2 separate regions of the Mus musculus genome follow, and region 2 is linked to region 1. Evidence: chromatin contacts called from public Hi-C data. All regions are on one chromosome and are shown on one strand. Each heading gives the region's core, a stretch centred on a gene start, on an enhancer-like site or on the middle of the called end of the contact. The rest is flanking DNA. Distances are from core to core; before and after follow the strand shown.

Region 1 (7,350 bases), core at 2,700-5,199:
GTGTGCACTAGGGATCCAAACACAGGCCCTCACACATAGCAAGCACTTCACCTGCAGAGCTATCTCCTCCCATCCTGTCATATACTTCTTCATAGGAGAATTTTCCAGATTCAAATTACTTATGTTTATGTACACTATAGGAAAAGCTGTCTGTTGCAAAAATTGTAAAAACAAAAGGAAACAAATAAAAACTCCAACCCCTAACCATAAAGTTCTTGTATTTTCTCATCTAATAGCAAAATCTCAGTCATTCTGGACAGTTCGCTCTATAACATAGTAACAGTAAAACTACAGTTGGAGAGCATCTAGTCGTTATCCCACACTGGTGCAGAAGTGGCTTCCTAACAAGGGCCTCTACTGATATTGCCAGGGGGAGCCCAGGACCTCTGAGCAGCATCTTTTTCTATCACACAGAGAGTTGGAATGCTGAAATCATAGGCCCCCTTGGCTTCAGTTATTAATCATAGGCCTTTAGCATCCTATAACCACTGGTAGGTACTCTGGAGGTATACTAGTTTTCTACTAGTTTTCAAATGTTTTGCTTTAAGATTCTGATTAGAAGTTGAGCAATGGTGGTTCAAATCTTTGATCCAAAACCTGGGAGGCAGAAGCAGGTGGAGCTTTGTGAGTTTGAGGCCAGCCTGGTCTATAGATTGAGTTTCAGGATATCCAAGGCTACAGAGAGAAACCCTGTCTCAAAAAACAGGGGGAAAAAGATTCTGACTAGAGGGTGAATATGGAAGGGAAGAAGATTTTGTGAAAACAACCCCACAGCCGAGCAGGGTTTGGCCTGTGTGAACAGGTAGATAGCGTTTCCTGAAATGAAATTAAAATGTTGGTATGTATCATATACTGAATAAAAAAAAATCACAAAAATCTATAAACTACAAAGGTTTCAGGATTTCCTCCGTCAACTCAGGATCTCTCAGAAGCTAAAGTCTACTTACTAGAACCACAGTCTGAAACTTCATCACAAAGCATTAAAGTGTTAAAATGTGTGACAGACATGGACTACAGGGAGAAGGGTAAAAACTCCACTGCTCTGTGGCTCTTGAGCTCCTGTGTCTTCACCATCAGCTGTTCCTGGTTTCTCTACACCCCTGACAAAGCAGGAAGGTTGCTTAGCCTGGGTTTATTGAAAGGAGTTGTTGCCTGTGTGTACGTGTGGGTTACAATGGCAGGGACAGATGCTCTTTCCCACTCTGCTTTGTCCAGTGAGACAGCCCTTGCTCAAGACAGGCAAGTTTATTACAGATAGACAACAAGAGCCCATTGCCTGGGATTCATGGAGAGCTGGTCCCCCACGCTCCGGAAAGCTGCCCCAGAGTGATAGCATCGTGTACATACATGTCTCATCTTGGGTTGCAGCCCAGCGTCTCAGGAAGTACTTTTCTACTTTGTCACCAACTAAATGTTGCATACCCTCTTATTCTGGGAGACATGAGGACATAGTGGAGGCTGTCCTGGTCCGTTCTTCCTTTTCTAATACACTGAGTTCACAGTACGTTCTACAGTCATGTTGAGAACTATAGTGAGACAAGGGAGATTTGGGGTAGCTAAGGCTACCTACAGACCTTCCTCCTACAGTAGGGCTATGCTGATTTTTGTTGAAAATGACCAGAAGGAGAATAGCAAGGTTTTGGAAGAATAGATGTAATTCTTATAGGCCCAGGAAATGGAGCTGGGGCTGGGGCTGGGGCTGGGGCTGGGGCTGGGGCTGGGGCTGGGGCTGGGGCTGGGGCTGGGGCTGGGGCAGGGGCTGGGGCAGGGGCTGGGGCTGGGGCTGGGGCTGGGGCTGGGGCTGGGGCTGGGGCTGGGGCTGGGGCTGGGCTGGGGCTGGGGCTGGGGCTGGGGCTGGGGCTGGGGCTGGGGCTGGGGCTGGGGCTGGGGCAGCACCATGGTAGAGCATGCTTAGAACACGTGAAAACTCTGCCTAGTCAAGAGTGCTTCGGAAGAGAATCCAAAGGCTTGGGCCTCTCTGAAGAAGCTGTACAGATGTCTCTATAAAGCACTTAGCCCTTGCTCCTGCCAGACCCAGGGAGCTGGGATCTGACTGGAAATAGTAGCTCTCATCTACTTCATTCATTCTCTCCCTTATCTAGCCCCCACTGACTCTGGAAAAAGTGACTGGATAGGAAGTAGAAGGAGATAAGAAAATAAAGTTCCAGAAAAACATCTCCCCCCCCCCCCGCCCCCTCCACCGTGGACAACTGGAGCCAGTTAATGAGACAAAATTTTGATGTTTAATTAAAGAAAGACTTTGATTCATATTTTCAGCTAAACATGTTAATACTTGCAATTAGGGTGTGTGTTAACTTTTATCTAACTTTTATTATAGAAATGTGTACTATCTATACAGAAAGAACAGGTCCCGCTGTTCCTTCAGGGGCGTGAAGGGCCATGCCTTGTCACTCAGTCACCAGGATTTCTAGGAAACGAATGTCTATTTACTTAGAAAGCAAGTGTCACATTGTGCTTTGAATGTGAGCTCTGCTGGTTGCCGCACCAGAAGTGATAGTAATGGGGAAAAAATGGACTATGGTGGAAAGGCGGTGTGGACGGAGTGGGGTAGAAGCTGGGCCCCTCTTTTGGGATCTCTTGGGATAGCCTTGTCCAGTGCTCATTCCATGACACTTCTGTGACCTGCTATCTCTGTCCTAGGACAAGCCTGAGGTGTTTTTCTCTTCCCGACTGTGTCCTGACATCCCATTAAAGAGGTAAGATGTTCTAGTCTCTTTCCTGCTGCTAAGACAAACACCCTAACAACCAGCAACTTAGGGGGAGAACAAGCTTGTTTTAGCTCCAGATTCTAGGATTCTATTCATCTTGTGCAGGAAGTCAAGGCAGCAGGAACTTGGGAAACTGTTCACATCATATCCACAGTCACGAGCAAAGAGAGAATATACTGATTATTGCTTGTTTGCTTGCTCTCAGCAGTTTTCGCCTCTCTTCTGCTATTGGAAACCTGCCTAGGGAATGGTGCCACCTGAAATGGCTCAGTCTTACATGAATTAAAACTCCCCCAACCCCACAGGCAAGCCTACAAGCCAACCTGATCTAGATAATTCCTTGTTAAGAATATTTTTCCAGGTGATTGTGGACTGTTACATTGGCAGCTAAGCCGGCACTGATGTCATAGGGCTGATGTTCAGGTGTGACCGTAGAGAGCTTTATGAGAGGGACAGTGTGAAACTGGCCAGCGCACTACTGTACTGTCTGTCCTAAGTACCAGGGTAAGTATTCACCTAGCTGAAATACTGTCCATGTGCTCAGTGTTCCTTCTCCCAGGACAAATGGTGACTCGACTCATAATGGGAGGCCCTAGTGCCAGGAGCTGAAAAGCCTCAGTTAAGCCTCAGGCCTGAGTAACAATTGCTTTTAGAAAGAAAAGAGAGATGTCTCATGTCCATTTAATAACCTTCATAGTTGACTACATTGGATCTGCGTGTCAGACTTAGAACGTTTGGTTGCTCCTACATCACATAAAACTTTTCAAATTTGCACTCTGTATGCTTTTTAAAGTTCAGAATGGGATCACAGTGGGCAAAGATTTTTCTATTTCATAGGGCAAAAGATTATCTGATCACAAAAAGGTCAAATTTTAGATATGCAAATTGCATATCTCTTTCTCCCCCTTTCACTGCTGGGCAGCCCCGCTCCTTTCTTGAGATTCCCCTTTACACAGCCTAAAGGTCTCTGTCTACAGGGGTGTGGGAGTGTGGCTCCAGGTCTTTGTGAAGCTCTGTTTGACTCCTGACTCCAGACTTTCCCCACAGGAAAAAAAAAAGGTCAGACTTGTTTTCGTTTTTAAACAATCTGTGTGATTTGAATAGAAATGGCACTGAAGGTGGAATGAAATTAGCATTTAAAAATCCCCTGAGCCTGTTCAGTCCTTACTACAATCTACTACACTTTCACCAATTTAGCTCTGCCTTTGAAATGCTTTCGTGCTGTGGTTAAGCACCAGGGAGCCAGGCTTGATTTTGAAGCGTGATTCTCTTCATCAATGGGGTATGGGACTTGGGTAAAAAAAAATGTAACCCGTGTGAGACCCGATTTTCTCTTTGAGAAGCGGGAATAATAACGTCTGAGTTTTCCAGGATTAAATAGATAGCTGTGTGTGAAGCTGCAATCAAGGACGATATACAGGAAAATAACCCAGTCCGTTCATAACGAACCCAGTTTATTAAGCTTACGGATAATATTTGAAAAGCTATTTCTATGAAGTGATTCCATTAACATTTGCGGAGGATTTGAGAATTTTAGGGATTATCTACTGTCACTAACAGTGACATTTATTCCGATTAAAACAAATCATTTCAAATGTCCTATGTAATTGAGGGATTAAAGAAAATGGCTTTTGTGTTTTCAATTTCAAAGATACGTTCACAGCGCCACCTGCCGATCAAGAGGATGAACGGCTTTTGGTCTATTTTGATAGGCAAAATAAATAAAATGCAAGAGTGTTTCCCTTGGTGTCTTTCTCAATACACTCTGTCATTTGCTTGAGAAATTTACATTATTTTTGCAAAGATCTGTAATGTTCTTTTGAAGTATCAAATATCTATTTATCTCTTTACTGACTGGACCCCATCATTGAGCCAGTTTAAATGGTGGGGTCAAATTATCAAATTAAACTAGTAACATAAAAGGTCAGGTGATCTGTACTGAGTATCTCTCTTCACCCAGAGGCTAGACCAGACAGACTGAACAGACGCATGCTAATCATTGGCTTTTACTCCATTGTAGAAAACATTCTCCAGCCCCAGGCTGACCGTAACGTTCATGTGAGGTTGGAGACTTTGAGAGACTACTCGGAGAATCTGGGTGTCGTTCAGCCAAGACTTGACCACTGTGGGATAAGAACAGCCCAGGTCCCAAAGGCACCAGAAGCACACACAGCCGGGTGCAAGGTGTCTATTGTATCTGTAGCAGAATTGTAAGTTGAAATGGTTATTATAATGAAGACTATATACGTCTTCTAAATTACAATGATACAATGTTATAAATGATGGACATGGTTATTACATATACATCTAATCAGAAACACACAGCCAACACCTAACTATGGATTACTATTAGCACACCCTTGGTATGCTTTACATATCATTTCAGTTTCTGTTTATGTCACCGCGAGTGTGCATATGTGTTTATATACATGTCACATATATAAGCAAATAAATGAACAAGTGTCATGAAGTACTTTTTCCACAAACTTTTTTCATTATTATAAAATTCATATACAAGGAATCATTCTAACCACCCAGCAGAGTGCAATTGTGCATTTCGTATTTTCAGAGTGCTATGTAGCTGTGTGTGACATATTTCTAGCACTGTTTACCACCACAAAGTAACTTATATACCCACAAATAGTTGCCCTCCCCCATTTTCCTCAAGCCCTGGGCAAATTCTGGCCCACAGCTTTGTATCTCTGTGAATGTGCTCATTGCTGCTGTTTTATGGAAGTGGGTTTATACACTGTATAGCTTTCTGTGGCTGCTTTCTTTCCTATAGCAGTGTTTTCAAGGTCCATGTACTTGGCAGTGTGTATCAGTTTTCAGTCTCCTTCATAGCTAAGTCACATGCCATTGCACATCTATTCCCAAACCTGTCTACCCACTCATGGATGGTTCCTTATCTGCACTTTTATGGGGTTCTGACTATCTATCGTCCCTATGAGAGCTGTGCAGGTGTCATTTGAATGCCTCTTCTGTGACCTTTGGGTATATAGTTAGGAGTAGAGATTGTGGCTGTATGCTGCTCTGTTCTAACTATGACATTCTGTCAAAGTCTAAATTGCCAAACTCTTCCCTGTGGTGGCTACCACGTATTGTACTACCAGTATTGTATGCATGCACTGTGCCTGTCTTCAGTTCTAATGTCTTTTGAGCTCTCCCGAGGCTGTGAGGTGGGTCTCCCGCTGTACTTTTGGTTTTCATTGCCTCAATATCTAATGACACTGAACATACTTTCATGAGCTTATTGGCCATTTGCATATTTCTTTATTGGTGTTTTGATTCAAGTCGTTTTCCTTCAGTGATTTTCTAAAAGATTAAAAACTAAGACCAGGAAACCCTGACTGGGCTCTGTGAGGTTGCAAAGAACAGAACCTTCTCATTAAATAAGGTGAGGGAGCCTGGGTCCATCTCAGCAGCTGCTCTGAGTCTTGTGAAGAGCTGGAATGCTACTTACTATTGTTCATCAGTTCAGGGGTCATTTGAGGCCTGGCTCGGGTCATGGTTGCTATGGAAACCATGGGGCAATGTGAGGTCATGGTTGCAGGAAGCTGCTGCTTAGTGCTTCTTTCTCTCCCATCTCATTTGTCTCCCATGCTCCCTCCCCGCCCCTTCCTGCTCCCTCGCTTTCCACACCACTGGACTCTGGTCCTTGCATCTCTGAAGCCATACTGAGGTCACAATTTCCAAGAGAGGAAATGATCCCTTTGGTTGGTCACTGTCCATAACTGGTATCTTCCAGGGCTGGCCTTTTGTGCTATATAGTCTCATGGTCATTGAGTGGTTACAGGTGTCCCAATTAGCGGAAGCCACACCAACCCACATCCTACCTGTGAGGGGCTGACAGGACACTGCCAAGGCTGAGGCAAACATGGAGGCTCTATTATGGGTTATCCATAATTTACACACATATCCCTTTTGATATTGTAACAAGTATTTCATAGGAAGGAATTGGCTGCTGTTACTTCAGGAGCCTCAGAGGAGGCTGTCCTGTTTCTCTAGCTTTTGGAGGCTACTGTCTTCCCTTTCATGTAGCACTGTCACTCGCTCCTGCCTCTACCACTATGTGGCCTTTTCTGTTTTTTGAACTTTCCATGTTCCCTTCAAATGGGTCCGTGTGGTAGCATGGCTCCCTCCTGGATATCTAGGAGAGTCTCCCTGTTCGGGGATCCTACCTATACAGCAAAACTCTACTGCCCTATTACATAGCACCACGGTTCTGAGGACTGACTCTCTATTCTTGAGGAGAGTTATTTGTCAGTCTACCACAAGGTCTCTGCAATTAAGAAACGACACAGTCAAGATTTTAGCCTTAATGTACATTGTGGAACAATTCAGAAAAGTCTGTGCAATTGGAAATGTCTAGTGTCCTTTTGCCATTTTATTTTCTGGTTTGTAGCTTATGATCGCTCCATTGCCTTAATTTAATATGTTGGAAATGAGCCATGTCTAACACCGTCTAAGGGGTTTTTGTTTGTTTGTTTGTTTGTTTGTTTTTGCAAAATTAATGAGGTAGATTTTTCACAGGAATCAAACCGTTGTAAAGGTCGTTAGACAACCCTGGGGGGTCTCCTATTGCTGGTGGATTCATTAATATTTAAGAGGCTGCAGTGTG
Region 2 (7,350 bases), core at 3,443-5,942, 820 kb before region 1:
AATCAGGGAGAACTTTAATAAATAATCCAGAAGCCTGATTCCCTCTGCTGGGCAACCTGTAAACAAGCCAGTGTCTTGCTGAACCGCACCAGCACCCTCAGTGTTAGGTATTTTTCAGTAAGAGTCAGTCCCTACCCTTGGACATCATCAGGATCTGAAGAAATGAAATAAACTCCTGACCAGAAAGGTAACAGAGCTGAATTTTTGAATCAAGAATCTCTGCCTCCCCTTCCCCTCCCCCTCCTCACTTCTCATCCTCCTTCTCTCTCTCCCTCTCTCTCTCCCTCTCTCTTCCTCTCTGTCTTCCCTCCCCCTTCCCTCCATCTCTGCTTCCATCTCACAGACTCGCTGGGCTTGGGATCTGGGGAGCAAATGTGGATAAACTCAGGACCTTGCAGACCACTTCCGACAAATGTCTCAGGAATGTGCCCACTGGTCCAGGCACTCCTTCCTTGGTGAGAACACAAAGTGTCTTGTGTAAATGCCTCGAACACAAACGGGAATTGGAACTCAGCAATTCTTCTGCAAGCTTCTCTTCCTTTCCCTCCCTCCCTAAGTTCCTTTGCCTCCTAATCTGCCAAATTAAATGCTAAATCAGGAGCAATGGCCTACAATTAGCTTTTCAATTAAAATGTACAGTTCAAAGTTGACTCCAGAGTGAGTAATTGCTTTTGAAAACCGCAACCAGCAGGCAGCTACAAGATTGTTACAACAGTTTATTTAACCTCAAAACATATGATCAATTTTATTATCTCAGCAAAAGGGAGATATCCTGGAGAGTGGTATTTTAAATATACTACACACTCTACATGCTGGAGAAAGAGCTGAAATTCTTCAACACCATAAATATCCTTTTGCCATCGCCTTGCTGAGAAAACAAACTCAAATTACACTTTCTTCATCCTGAACTCAGCGGAGCCCAAGCACTCACTGACATTCAGCAGGGGTAAAAGCCTGCGGAGGAGTTGAGGAACTTTGCAAAATTGTAAGGTTTAAAAACTTTCAAACATCCGGCTGTGACGTTTGGGGTTTGTGTTAATTCCAATGGAGAGGCAGGAGAGAGACTGCCAACCTTTCCAAAGCAAAAAGAATCCCATTTCCAGAATCCTGCTTCTGTTCTGCTGATCTGACTCTGAAATCCCTTATACAGCCAGCCACAGCAAGGAAGATGTAAGACCCGGTGTAATGTAACTGTAATAAAGGACCTTGCAACTTCTGTTTCCACCTTCCTGATCCTTATGTTATATACCTCTATGCCCACTCCCACCCACATCTTCCTCAGAGTGGACGCCTTGGGTTAAACTCGCTCAGGAACTCTTGAACTCCTGTTAGATTTCAACACCATTCCCTACATTCATTAAATGGATGCTCTTCAGCGGGTTATTAAACTTCTCTGTGACCCCTTTTCCACATCTCCAACCTCATAGCTTTGTTTTTGCAGGTTACATGATCTTGAGAAAAGTTCTCAGACCATGCATGCCTGGAGCACAGGAAGTGTTTTAACACATTCTCTCTGAAATCTGTATTTCCCCTGTGATATCTTGGCCAGTCTTGGCCAGACAGCAATGATACCATCTCTCAGGCTGGACTTGCACACTGTGAAGCTGGTATACCCCGACACCACCTGCAATGGTTCACACAGCTGGTCGGTTCCTATGTCTTTAATTTGAGGTCGTGTTATGGGGAGCTTTAATGAACTTTTCATTTTTGCAGAAATTTTAGCTCTGAATAGTGCCCCAGTGGACACTATGTATAAGCACTCATATCTATAGTTCCTAATAAATTATTCAATGCCACAAAAGTATATGCTGGATACTAACTCCAGCTCCAATTAGCTCACTTGAAGGCTGTTCATGGCATCTTTTCTGCCTGTTTTAATGGCCTTAAAGGAAAAAGGAGGAAGAAAGAAGAGTGAGATAGAGAGACAAAGAAAGAGACCGAGTAGACAGAGAGAGCAAGGAAGCACTTCCATAAATAAGACAGTGTAGAAACTGCTTTCAGGGGGAAAACAAACAAACAAACAAACGCTTCAGCATCACAAGAGCGCTCGGAACACCAGCTACATGCCTTTCTGTTTTGGTTCCTGCTGCTTTTGGTGTTTATCCCCCAGTCACATTAATTTCCCCCTAGAACGATACTAATGTACTAATACATTTCTCTGTATTCTTGTATAGTGTGTAGTGTTTGGTATGCTTTTAAGTATATTTGCATTTAAACCAGTCATATTATCACTCTGTGTTCCCATTAAATTGCTACTGAACCACTCAATGCTGGCCTTTAATCAACAACAAAACTGACGATATATGGGAGATGATCCCATATTTGGTCAGTGTGATCTGAATCCAACAGAGATTCAATCAACCAGTGAGAGAAGTTTTGCTACTCTTCCAGTCCTACGGGAAAGAGTTTTCTACTTGAGCTGTCCAGTTCGATGGTGGTCTTTCACTTTCTGGTGAATACGCTTCCAGATAAATAGCATTTTATGTTTTGAAATCTTATTTTTGGCAACCAACATGTTTGATGGATTTTAAAAAACAAAACAAATCAACAACAACAACAAAAAAAAAAAAACCAAACAAACATCTTTCAGAAGCCCAGAGCAGCAGAAAATACAGACCCCTGAAAACCTTTGTAGAAACAGGCAAGCCATAAGTCAAAAGTGAAGAGCAAGCTAGGCGTGACTTCAGTATCTACAGGATTTTATTCATGAAAATGTAGGAAATGCATCAGATTCCAAAGATATTTACTTACACGTCTGCACTGAAAGAACTGTTTAATAAACAAATGCTGGAAGTGATTGAAATTCCCAGAATGAGAGAAGGGAGCTAATGAATATGGGGTTCACACAGCTATAACCAGTGAGATAATTCTGGGCACTGGTGGAAAGGCATCTTTAAAACGTATTGCCAGTGGAACGGCAAATCTATTTTTCACATGATTCCACTTTTGTTAAGAAACACCGAAGAAATGCACAAACATAATAACTTTCATATGTATAGAATGGTACATGCTGGAGAGTGTCCCTAAAGATCCAAACTGCGTAAAAGGATCACACAGCCAAAGGGTAGAAGGGAAATGACTGATATTTTCATTTTTGTCCAGTATCATTACGTGTGGCAGCTGTTTACAGCCAGTTTGTATTAGCTCCACATTAAATTTTCCCAAGTTCAAATAAAATAAAAAACAAAAATGGATAATCTGATCTTTGAGGCAAGTGGGAGATACAGTTTTGCTCATGGGTGAAGCTGAATATCATACAGAGAAAGGGAGGTAGAGGTGAGAGAGGGGGAAAAGGGAAATCCCAGAATTAGCCATACGCCCAAATCACCTATTAAGCATGAATGTCACCTCAAGAAAGCTGCCTCGAAGATTCATGGTTTGTGGTATATCTGTGTGTCTTTCTGACTGTGTAGCAGAAGAAAGTGACAAATAAATAAAAGAGACAATTTGAGTGAAATTCGAGAGCGCAAGGCAAAAGTTGTTTATAGCTATAGATAATTACTCAGGGAAACTGGGAAGAAAACTTTCAAATGCTTTAAAATAGTTAAAAGATTTTTTAAAAAAATGCTTTCATTATTGAAATTAAGTTTGAGATAATCACAATTCACAATAATTACCCTTTTCCAAAATAAGAATTAGTTAAAATTTAAGAATTAGTGTCACTCAAAACTTAATATTTTACTATATAAGGAGCTAATATCTCAATTTTCAATATTTTTATTTATATTTTCAAATGTTGTGTTTTAACATTTCAAGCTGGATTACATACATTATTTTTTCATTTTTCTTCAAATAGTCGAACCTAAAAACTCAATACAAAACAAAATTTGAGCATTTTTTGCAGGATTTGAACATTTTAAAAGAAGTGATTTCTGGAAGCAGGGAAGAATATATAAAATGGTAACGGGAACATGAAAAACAGTTCAAACGTAGGCCCGTCATCCTGCAACTGAAATTTTTGCCATTGAAAACAAACGCCCATTTTCATTTTTCTATGTAAGTAAGCAGACAATTTTAGTTTTGAACGTTCAACCTTTGGCTTTATTTCAGCATGGTCCAGACATCTGCCTAGTGGAGTCCTTTACCTTAAATGCCTGGGCAAAATGTAACAAAATGTAGCAGATACACACAACAGCAGATACATACAACAGTTACATCCAGGGCAAATAAAACAGAGGACGAGACCACGGGAAGTTTGGGGAAGCCCATGCTGTCCAGGGTGTTTTGCCCTGTTAAGTTCAAATAATTCGTCTGGATCCCATTTCTCCAGAGCAGTTTTACTTCCTGAACGTTTCACGTATTAAAATGTGGATGTAGTAATGTTATATGCTGCGCTGGTCTTTGTTTGCTTATAGGAGTAATCGATGAGATTTGGACGAGAAAACATCGGAGAAAATGTTAAATAAGGTCTGGGATGTGCACTTGTGGCTTGCTTTCCCCCCTCCTGGAAGCAGCCGGGGAACACACCAAGATTTATGGTGCTCGGCTCCCTCTAGTGGGCAGTTTTATCTTATTTTTTATTTTTATTTTTTTATAAGATATTTTCTCTATTTACATTTTAAATGTTTTCCCCTTTTCTCGTTTCCCCTCCGAAAACCCCCATCTCGTCCCCGCTGCCCCTGCTCACCAACCCACCCATTCCTGTTTCTCTGCCCTGGCATTCCCCTACACTAGGGGCATCGAGCCTTTTCAGAACCAAGGGCCTCTCCTCCCATTGATGTCCAACAAGGCTGTCCTCTGCTACATAGGCAGCTGGAGCCATGGGTCTGTTCCTCCAAGTGTACTCTTTGATTGTACTAGCTCTCTAGTCCCTGAGAGCTCTGGGTATAATGGTTGGTTCATATTGTTGTTTCTTCTATGGGGCTGCAAACCCCTCAGCTCCTTGGTTCCTTTCTCTAGCTCCTCCATGGGGGACCCTGTGCTCAGTCCATTGTTGGTTGAGAGCATCCACCTCTGTATTTGTCAAGCACTGGCAGAGCCTCTCAGTAGACAACTATATCAGGCTCCTGTCAGCAAGCACTTGTTGGCATCCACAATAGTGTCTGGGTTTGGTGACTATATATGAAATGGATCCCCAGGTGGGGCAGTCTCTGGATGGCCTTTCCTTCAGTCTCTGATCCACACTTTGAATCTCCTCCAGTGTTTTTAAATGGATGATTCTACAGCTGCCTGGCTGGCTGGTGCAGACTGCAGGTGAGAAGTCAGAGTGGACCTGCCTGCTCCGGATGCAGGGACTTCCCAGTCCATCTGCTCATGTCTTACCTGTTTTGCAATATCAAGGAAGCTAGTTCCAAACTAGAAATAACTAGGGCTAAGAAATTTTGTCTGAACAAAATGAAAATTCCCACTGTGCTCATACTTCTTGGAGCCCTTGAAGAACCTTGTCAGACCATAATTCCTTCAACAGCATATCCACCCTTCCACTAGGTGTAGGAAGTCGGTTGCTATAGGAACAACAAACAGATGAATCAAACATACATGAGTAGCATGCAATTTCAAAATGTATTGTTTCAGTGGGGTAAAACGCTTAGAAGATATTATTAATAATCCATGAAATTACAAGTATAAAGTAGTTATTCTTTGCAATTATACAGTGACATTGATCATAAATATAAATCTGAATACTGTGCCCAGTAGCTCACAATTTAGGCAGATAAATATGCTCAGATGTTATTTTATTTGAGTTTTGAAAACTAATTTTTTTCAATTTGTACAAGCTTACATAATTTCTACTATACAGGAGATTAGTGCAATGTGCTTTTGTGGGCCCATGAAGAGTGGCAGTGGAACCTGGGTGAAGCTAAAATAATCTCAAAGAATTGACAGAACATCTTCTGAAAGTTGAAGCAAAAATAAGCGCACAATGTAGCATGTTTGGTCACATTAAAGTGTCATTCGCCAGATGCTAAAATTTATCTTTCCAACTAAAAGTAGTCCATATGGTAAACTACACTTAAGCAGTGCACCCAAAAAATTATGTGTTGAAAACTTAATCTTCAATGTAAGCTTTGGGAGTAGGGCCTAAGATGCTGGGGTCAAGAAGGCTTTCCTCTTATGGATGGGTTCCTCTGCATTGCACAAAGGCTGAAAATAAGTTTACCCCCTAGCCCTCTTTTTATACTGTTCTTACCCAAGGGATGAAAGAGAAGTTCCCTGGTAGTTTTTGTCCATTGATTTTGGACTTTCCAGACTCCTCAGCAAGAAACAAGTTCCTTTGTTCCTTCCTTAGGGCCCCCTTTTTAGTTCCCAACATCCATCTTTCCTTCCTTCCTTCCTTCCTTCCTTCCTTCCTTCCTTCCTTCCTTCCTTCCTTCCTTCTTTTCTTCCTTCTTTCCTTCCTTTCTTCCTTCCTTCCTTCTTTCCTTCCTTCCTCCCTCTTTTCTTCCTCCACTCTCGTCTTCCCTTTCCCCTCCCCCTCCTTCTGTTTTCTCTTATCCCACTCTGACTTTTCTACCATTTGTGCCATAACAACACAAACCAGGTGATGCAGAAACAAAGAATTTACCGAATTACCTAGTGGCAGCCTCCTTCCTGATTTCTTTTGTCCCTTTCGGCTAGGTCCCAAGGGCTAGCAGCCCTGACTAAATTCTACGATGGGAAAATGATCAGATCTAGCCATCATGCATATTGAGGAAGAGCTAAAGAATACACTGCAGTAAGAATCCAGGTTACAACTGGGTTATCCCACAGAACCAAAGCTGGACCTATGTGACAATACTATGTCTCTGTGCATTATAAAGACATGCATGCAGAAAGACATAGTATTCAGCCTTAAAAAGGAGATTACACCATTAAACAACATGGATAAACCTGGAAGACATTGTACTAAGTGTAATAACCCAAACATAGGAAAACAAAAACTTCATGTCCTCACTTAAATATGGAGTCTAGAAACTGTTGAACTCACAAAATCAGATAGCAGAAGGCTGTTTACCAGTAGCTGTCTTTGATAGGGTATAAGCTTGAAGTTATGTCGTGAATAAATTCCAATATATACCCTGGCAATGCTGCTGATAAAAATGTATGCTTGTGTGAAAATTTTCCATCTCTCCTTCTCTCTCTCTCTCTCTCTCTCTCTCTCTCTCTCTCTCTCTACCTCTCTCCCTCCCTCCCTCCCTCCCTCCCTCCCCCTTCTTTCCATCTCATATGCATTTGCACAAATATACACACTCATATACATATGTGCATACAAACATACACACATACACACACACTTTGAGTGTGTGAGGGAACAGTTCTTTTTCCCTTTTTATTGAAAATAATTTTTTTCTTCACATAATATATTATGATTACAGTTTTTCCTCCTTTTATTCCTTGTAGATCCTGCTCACCTCCACTCCCATCTGAATA

Evidence for each region. Hi-C and Micro-C count contacts between places; a contact is called where the count stands out from the background.
Region 2: a contact with region 1 is called in a Hi-C map of cranial neural crest, with 5 times the contacts expected there. The contact joins two enhancer-like sites. A contact is called at or near these places in 5 of 484 Hi-C or Micro-C datasets (the HPC-7 cell line, cerebral cortex, cortical neurons and 1 more) and 1 of 115 datasets of contacts at active chromatin or transcription factors (differentiating embryonic stem cells).

The regions. Positions count from the first base shown.
Region 1 is chr12:35,893,435-35,900,784 of GRCm38.p6, reverse strand. No RefSeq gene overlaps it. Among named protein-coding and RNA genes, the nearest start is that of Agr3, 29 kb to the left of the region's middle. Within about 2 kb of position 3,949, at least 49 of the 459 cell types and tissues checked have an H3K27ac peak or open chromatin away from gene starts, as enhancers often do.
Region 2 is chr12:36,711,298-36,718,647 of GRCm38.p6, reverse strand. No RefSeq gene overlaps it. Among named protein-coding and RNA genes, the nearest start is that of Mir5099, 100 kb to the left of the region's middle. Within about 2 kb of position 4,692, at least 28 of the 459 cell types and tissues checked have an H3K27ac peak or open chromatin away from gene starts, as enhancers often do.